2 separate regions of the Gasterosteus aculeatus genome follow, and region 1 is linked to region 2. The links are chromatin contacts, called in public Hi-C maps. All regions are on one chromosome and are shown on one strand. The core of a region is the stretch at or near the end of the contact, and the rest is flanking DNA. Distances in the headings are between cores, read along the strand shown.

The links. Hi-C and Micro-C count contacts between places; a contact is called where the count stands out from the background.
Region 1: a contact with region 2 is called in a Hi-C map of whole body, with 4 times the contacts expected there. The contact joins the enhancer-like site here to the promoter of rab38a in region 2. A contact is called at or near these places in 2 of 6 Hi-C or Micro-C datasets (skeletal muscle and whole body).

The regions. Positions count from the first base shown.
Region 1 is chr1:7,387,002-7,390,369 of fGasAcu3.hap1.1, forward strand. It overlaps LOC120827318 (T-lymphocyte activation antigen CD80), which reads right to left. Exons shown (of 8, transcript XM_078098445.1): 5 at 3,222-3,368; 6 at 2,888-3,033; 7 at 2,753-2,789; 8 at 1,576-2,571. The coding sequence ends at 2,888. Among protein-coding and RNA genes, the nearest start is that of LOC120827318, 5.8 kb to the right of the region's middle. Within about 2 kb of position 1,395, at least 7 of the 9 cell types and tissues checked have open chromatin away from gene starts, as enhancers often do.
Region 2 is chr1:7,313,629-7,316,920 of fGasAcu3.hap1.1, forward strand. It overlaps rab38a (RAB38a, member RAS oncogene family), which reads left to right and starts at 1,783. Exons shown (of 3, transcript XM_040170628.2): 1 at 1,783-2,180. The coding sequence starts at 1,979. ctsc (cathepsin C) reads left to right here. Exons shown (of 8, transcript XM_040170607.2): 8 at 748-1,346. The coding sequence ends at 1,014.

The sequences.
Region 1 (3,368 bases), core at 145-2,644, 73 kb after region 2:
AGTCCACTTTTTTACATTATTCTTCTGTCAAGTTCATTGGTTTTAGACTTTTGATGCAGTTCCCCCATTCCAGGAAAATAATCTTGCCAAATATACAGTTCTCTCCTCTGATTTTTTGTATATTCAGTGGTAAGTTTTAGCGTTAAGATTTCCTTACAGCAGCTCCATCTCACGTTAAATCTAAGCACCTCATAGGCTTTTCCAGTACCTCAAATCGATTGTTTATGTTTGAACCGAGTCTGACATGTGGTGTATTTCTCCCACAGCCACCACAGAGGAAAGTCCTCTCTGGTTTGTTTGGGTTAGACAGCACAGGAATGAGGGAGGGAGGACGGAGAGATGGGGAGGAGTGGGAGGTGAGGGGATGATGACAGGGAATGGGGAGGTGTTTGTGTGTGTGTGTGTGTGTGGTGGGGGGGTGGGGGTGAGAGGGGGTTGAGTTTGGACAATGCTGTCTGAATTTTAAAGAGGGAAAAGAAAAAGACGAAAGAGAAGGGGAGTGGAGGTTCAGAGGACAAAAAATGGGGGTTTGAAAGGAGGAGAGAAAGGAGGCAGAAGAAGGGAGCTCGTCTGGGGACTGATGGAGCAATGGGAAGGATAACTCGAGGGAGGACGGGGGGGGGGGGGGGGGAACAACTGAAGAAAAAACTGAAGGAGAATAAGGAGAACGGGAAGAAGGGAAATTGTCCAATGATATAATAATGTGCTACGATAGGAGAAATATGGAGGATGGACGTAGGGAGAAGGGGGAGGACGAGGACGAGGAGGACGAGGGCAGGGACCTTGGGGTTACATTCCTGAAGTGCAACCAGCCTGCTGCTGCTCTGCAGTCCAATGTAAACACGGGGCAGAGAGGTGCACTGACAGCCTGTCACAGTGACTCGTGAGGCCGAGACAAAGCAAACGAGCAATGGAGGCGTAATGTGAATATGAAAAGGGGAAAAAGCAAGAGGCCTAGAGAGAGCATGCTGGTGGAAATGGAGACATGTATATCTCAAATGATCGTTGGGTTATATGTTCAACAGGACATCTGGTCTTACATCCCGATCCTCGGCCTCCTCTGACGTAATTACGCATCTTTTCAACACTCTCTTTGCATCTCCTGTTTCTCTGTTTAATTTCATTCAGTAATGCAGTGCACTTCTCGTCCTTTCCCGGGCAGGTGACCACATGTTGATGTCCGAAAGACATGTATCCCTGTCCAATAGGATTGGGATGAAGTTGCTCATATATGACACTTTTTTTATTCCCATAGCCAATGGAGAGGAAGTTGGATTTTGATATGACCACGTACATTGTTTAATCATCAGGACACACAATACAAACCAAACCATTAAAGCCACAACAGCAGATTCGTCTCGTCTTTGTAGTGCTAGGAGGACATCTAGCGGCAAAGAAACCCCATTGAAAATAAATATGTTCTGCTTTGTGCTGTGTGTTCGGCTTTATTTCTACCAGTTAGTGTGACTAATGCAGTTGACAAATCGTAATCCAACCATCACCACAGCGAAGTAAGTGAAAGGTGAAAGCAATGTTTCACAGTGCACAGTAAAGTAATTATACAGGCTTAATTGATTGTATTGTTTAGAAATCATTTATTCATGTGGGAACGAAAAACAGAACACCCACATTACAAAAGTGCTTCTTAGAGATTTACAAAATGAAAGCAGCCCTATGAGATGGTTTGTTAATTCTGGAGAAGGAGGAATGAAAGACAAAAGCACCATGAATAGTGTTAATGGTCTACAATTTGATCATAAGAAAAAAAAAATCATCAATAAATATTTAGAAATTATTCGTATTTTCAATGAGAATAGTCACCTGTGAAAAAAGGGTTAAAGCAGTAAACAAAGAAAAATAATACTTCTGAGAACAAAGTTACGTGTAAACTGCACTTTGACAGCCATCTTTTCTGCATTTATAAATATTTTTTACTTTTAATAGCTAAAGCTGATATCGTTTTTGGTAGACACAGCTACCGTAACACAAAAGTAAACTAAAAAGAGTAAAAACATGAACCAGATAAATGGATCTAATCTTTGATGTCACTTTTCAAATCAACAAAGGTGGAGACCAATGTTTAAAGATTTGCTAATGACGATAAATAAGGAAATGTAATTTTAAAGTGCAAATAAATTAAACTGCATTTGGTAATAATAAAACACAGTCAATAGAGTGAAGCATGCAGAATATATAAAAGAGGTCAGTAGAGGTCAGTGTAACAGTACAAAATACACAACATTTTACCATTATTACATACAGTATTTTCGATATAATTACTCACAAGTGTCTCCCCGACAAGCTGTTTTCCACACTACGTCAACCTCAGTTTCCTCAACCTCAAGTTTTTTTCAGGATAAGAAACCGATTCTTAAATGAATGAAACCCGCATTGCATTACCCGTAAAAGGATACAGATGAGCGATACCTCCTTTCACACTTATCACTTATAAGTATCTGCGTCACACCTGTAACATTTGTTCAATATGCTCAGACAACAACTCGGAACCTTCCTCTTCACCAATTCAGCACTCAACATGCCCCTTGGTTTGCATGGAGGCGTATTACCTCCCTGGAGCAAACAGAAAGGAAAAGAAAAACATATATACTGTCAGAAGGCTTACAAAGAACATATCAGTCTTTGAACATTTCTTCATTGCAGTTGTGCGGCATGGGACCCTTTATCAGCTGGTATTTTACATTACTTATAAATGTAATCAAAGTATTACACGTAGGTTCAAACAACCACTTACTCCTCACATCCATTTTCTTCACACTCAGCTGCTGCTTCTGGAAACCAACAAAACAACAGCTGTGAGCTTTTCAACGTTATACTTAAGTGATTTCATCTTCGTATTTTCACAAACAGATGTGCAAATGTGACAAACCTAATATAGGTCCATACTTCTCTGTCCTTTCTTATAGCAACAACACCTCCACAGCAATGCCACCATAATACAGAAGCCAACCCCAGCTGCACAGATGGCTGCTATAGTCACAGAAGGACTGTGGCCCAGTGGATGCTTGCGTTTACCTTCAGATGAGAACAACCAAAAAAAAACATTAAGCGGGACACTATTTCTATACTTGCTTTTATAACAGATTTTTAAATTCTTGTTCACGCCAATGGCGGTGGTTTTCCTTTGCACGGGTTGTAAGATATCCTTTTCTTTCGGTTAGCGGCGCTACAAAAATGACAATGTGAAAGTGTAGCTTACTCACACACAGTGAAAATGTCTGAGCTGACGTTGCCCACAGAACAGCGGAGGGAAGTCTGCTGACCATCGGAGCAGTTGACGTAGGCGGTGCTGGAGATGTTGAAAGTCGTGGTGTCTGGATCCCTCGTCGTACTGTTATTCACGACCGTCA
Region 2 (3,292 bases), core at 533-3,032:
TTGGCTATAAAATAATGGTTAATTCATTCATCAAAACTTTGCGCACATTCTGTAGTTTCATTAATCTTATTCATTTCACTAATGGTGGTAATAATAATAATAATGTCAACAACTCAACATAAGATGTTTTTTTCTAGAAGTATAGGATTCATTTGTCCTGTTAACCCTAAAGCACGGCTAAGCTAGCAAAATGCTAATGGACCGTTATCCATCCATCTATTGTCAAACCGCTTATCCTGCACACAGGGTCGCGGGGGGGCTGGAGTCCATCCCAGCCAACTTGGGGCGATAGACAGGGTATATCCTGGATTGGTCGCCAGCCAATTGCAGGGCTACACAGAGACACACAACCATTCACACTCACATTCATACACCTACGAGTCCCCAATCAACCTGATCCCCAGAGCATGTCTTTGGACTGTGGGAGGAAGCCGGAGAACCCAGAGAGAACCCACGCAGACACGGGGAGAACATGGAGACTCCACACAGAAAGGCCTCTGGACGGAGTGGAACCCAGGACCTTCTTGCTGTGAGGCGACTGTGCTAACCACCACGCCACCGTGCCGCCCTAACGGACCATTATGTCCCCTTAATTTCTATTTGTTTGTAAATGTAACATTTTTTTTTCTCCCTCCTGAAATGCATTTTGAAATTTTCCTTCTCCAACTCTGCCCCCTCCTGCTTCACGGGTACAGCTTGGATTTGACACAGAAAAATTGAAATAAAATCATCCCTGTCCTTCGCCAGGTCTACCCCGACTTCATGCACTACAAGGAGGGCATCTACCACCACACGGGCCTCAGAGACCCCTTCAACCCCTTCGAGCTGACCAACCACGCCGTGCTGTTGGTGGGCTACGGCCGCTGCCACAAGACCGGGCAGAAGTACTGGACCGTCAAGAACAGCTGGGGCACGGGCTGGGGCGAGGGCGGCTACTTCCGCATCCGCAGGGGCAGCGACGAGTGTTCCATCGAGAGCATCGCGGTCGCCGCCAACCCGATCCCCCGACTGTAGGGACCCCTGCGGCGTCGCTTTGTTTCCAACCTCATCGATCAACCAATAGCTGACTATGAATGATTTTTGAATCTGAGCTGAAGCTGCCGAATCAAGTTTTAAAATCCAAGTGCGTCTGTGCACGATGTGCCATGTCATCACTTTAAGGGGATCCGGGTGCTGCGCTGTGATTCTTTGTCTCAGGGAAGCAACAGGGAAGAGTTGTAAAATGTTCTCTCCCTGCAAAGTGAAACCGTGACTGCCATGTTTTTCTGTAAAGGCACTTTGTATGAGCTCCCCGGGGAGCTTTTAAAGGGAATTCTTACTTAAATAAATAAAGGGACATAACTATTTGTAGCGCCTTCTTATTGTGAGCGATTATTGTTGCAATGTGTGAAGATGGAACATGAGTCTAAATACATTTTTCTCTTGGAGCTGAGTATTACTTATTTTTTTCACTCTACTCAAACAACAACAGCAGCATAAATTTGCCTTTGTGGCTCAGTAATAAATCTCTGTTTAGGCAACAAACAGAAAGAAAAAGGAAAGTAAAGGAAAACTGCTCTTCGCTGCTTTAAGTCACCGGTTCAACTCTCTTCATTTAATGTTCTAAATCGCAGTATTATGAAATAAGTACGTTTAGTGAAAATAACTTCACATCTTTGAAGCCCACTTGAGTGTTTCCATTTCATGCTGCTATTTTACTTAAGTCGTGAAAAAAAAGTTGCTTACTTAACACAAAGAGTCCACATCCCTTCCGGCTTGGATGTTTCAATCCACCGCAGATCACCCGCGTGCGTCACAAGGTCCAGACGTCTCCGCTCCGCTTCCCTCTCCGGACCAGGGCGTACACCCCCCCCCCCCCCCCTCCCCCTCCCCGCCCCCCTCCCAACTCTCTTCTGTCCCGTCTGCGCTGTCCTGTGCCCCCCCCCGGACCTCTCCACTGCGCTGGATTCATGCTCCGCTCTCGCCTTCCTCGGTCGCCATGCAGAACAACCACAGCAAGGAGCATCTCTACAAGATCCTCGTGATCGGGGACCTCGGGGTCGGTAAGACCAGCATCATCAAGCGGTATGTCCACCACAACTTCAGCCCCAACTACCGAGCCACCATCGGGGTGGACTTCGCCCTGAAAGTCCTCAACTGGGACCAGGAGACGGTGCGCCTTCAGCTGTGGGACATCGCAGGTACGGTCACCGCTCAATGAGCCTTTATTGTTGGGTGATGTGCTTTCACTTTGGGCTGTGTTTGTGATATGGATGAAAATTGAATGCACTTTGGGATATTATATTGGCAGTTTAATATCCGCCCCCCGTGCGGGGTTAAATTGTATATTAGGGTAAATTAGCACACGGTTACATTTAGAAATTCCTTGTAATAACCTTTAATGAATATGCTTAGCAATTACATAAAGTGGTGGTTATGATGAAAGTCACCGTTTACATGATCAATGCCTATTTAGGTAAAAGACAACATTTTCCAAATCAGAGGTCAGCTGGAATTCAACAAGTTGCTTTCAGCTTGGAGGGTTTGGAAACTATACATCTATCTTTGAAAGAAAATGTGTTTTTTTTAGATATACAATCAGATTAGAGGTTAGTGATTCTAATACAACCAGGGAACGAGCGTGAGACTTGGATGGCAGCGTTATCAGGGATAATATTCCTCATGTGTACCAGCTGACCAGTAGGTATTACTCACTCGAAATCACCAGGCATTTATATTTCTGCATTTACACGCACACACACACACACACACACACACACACCTACAAATCCAACTACGACACCTTGTATGTGTATCATATGGTATTACAATATTTGAGATCTTCAATGAATAAAAAGGTAAAGCTGTTTTATTCTATATGTTGTGTAAATATTTGTATTTGTATATATTTTTTATACCTTTCACACATATTTTGGGGCTTAGATGTAACTGATCCACTCGGGCCGGGAGAGCAGAGCAGTACTTTACAATAAAGTACAGAATAGAACCCAGACCCAACGATTAACAAAGCTAAAGGCTGCGCTGGTTTCATCTCACATGAGTGTCGGCTGAGGTTTAGAGGAATCCTCTGACCTGCTGCTCCCTCCCCTCCTGTGCGCCCTCTCCAGTAAGCGCAAGCAGTCATGTGTCTCAAACTCATGTGAGGGAGATTTGAGGCCCGAGCTCTCGTATACAGAAAGCTTGTATTGTGAACCGAGGGAGGAGCGTCTCCCTCCGTGCAAACGGCTGCGGTTCGGTACTGTAGATGTATGTGTGGGTGCTCCTACACTCACCCCAAAGTGATAGAAGCCGT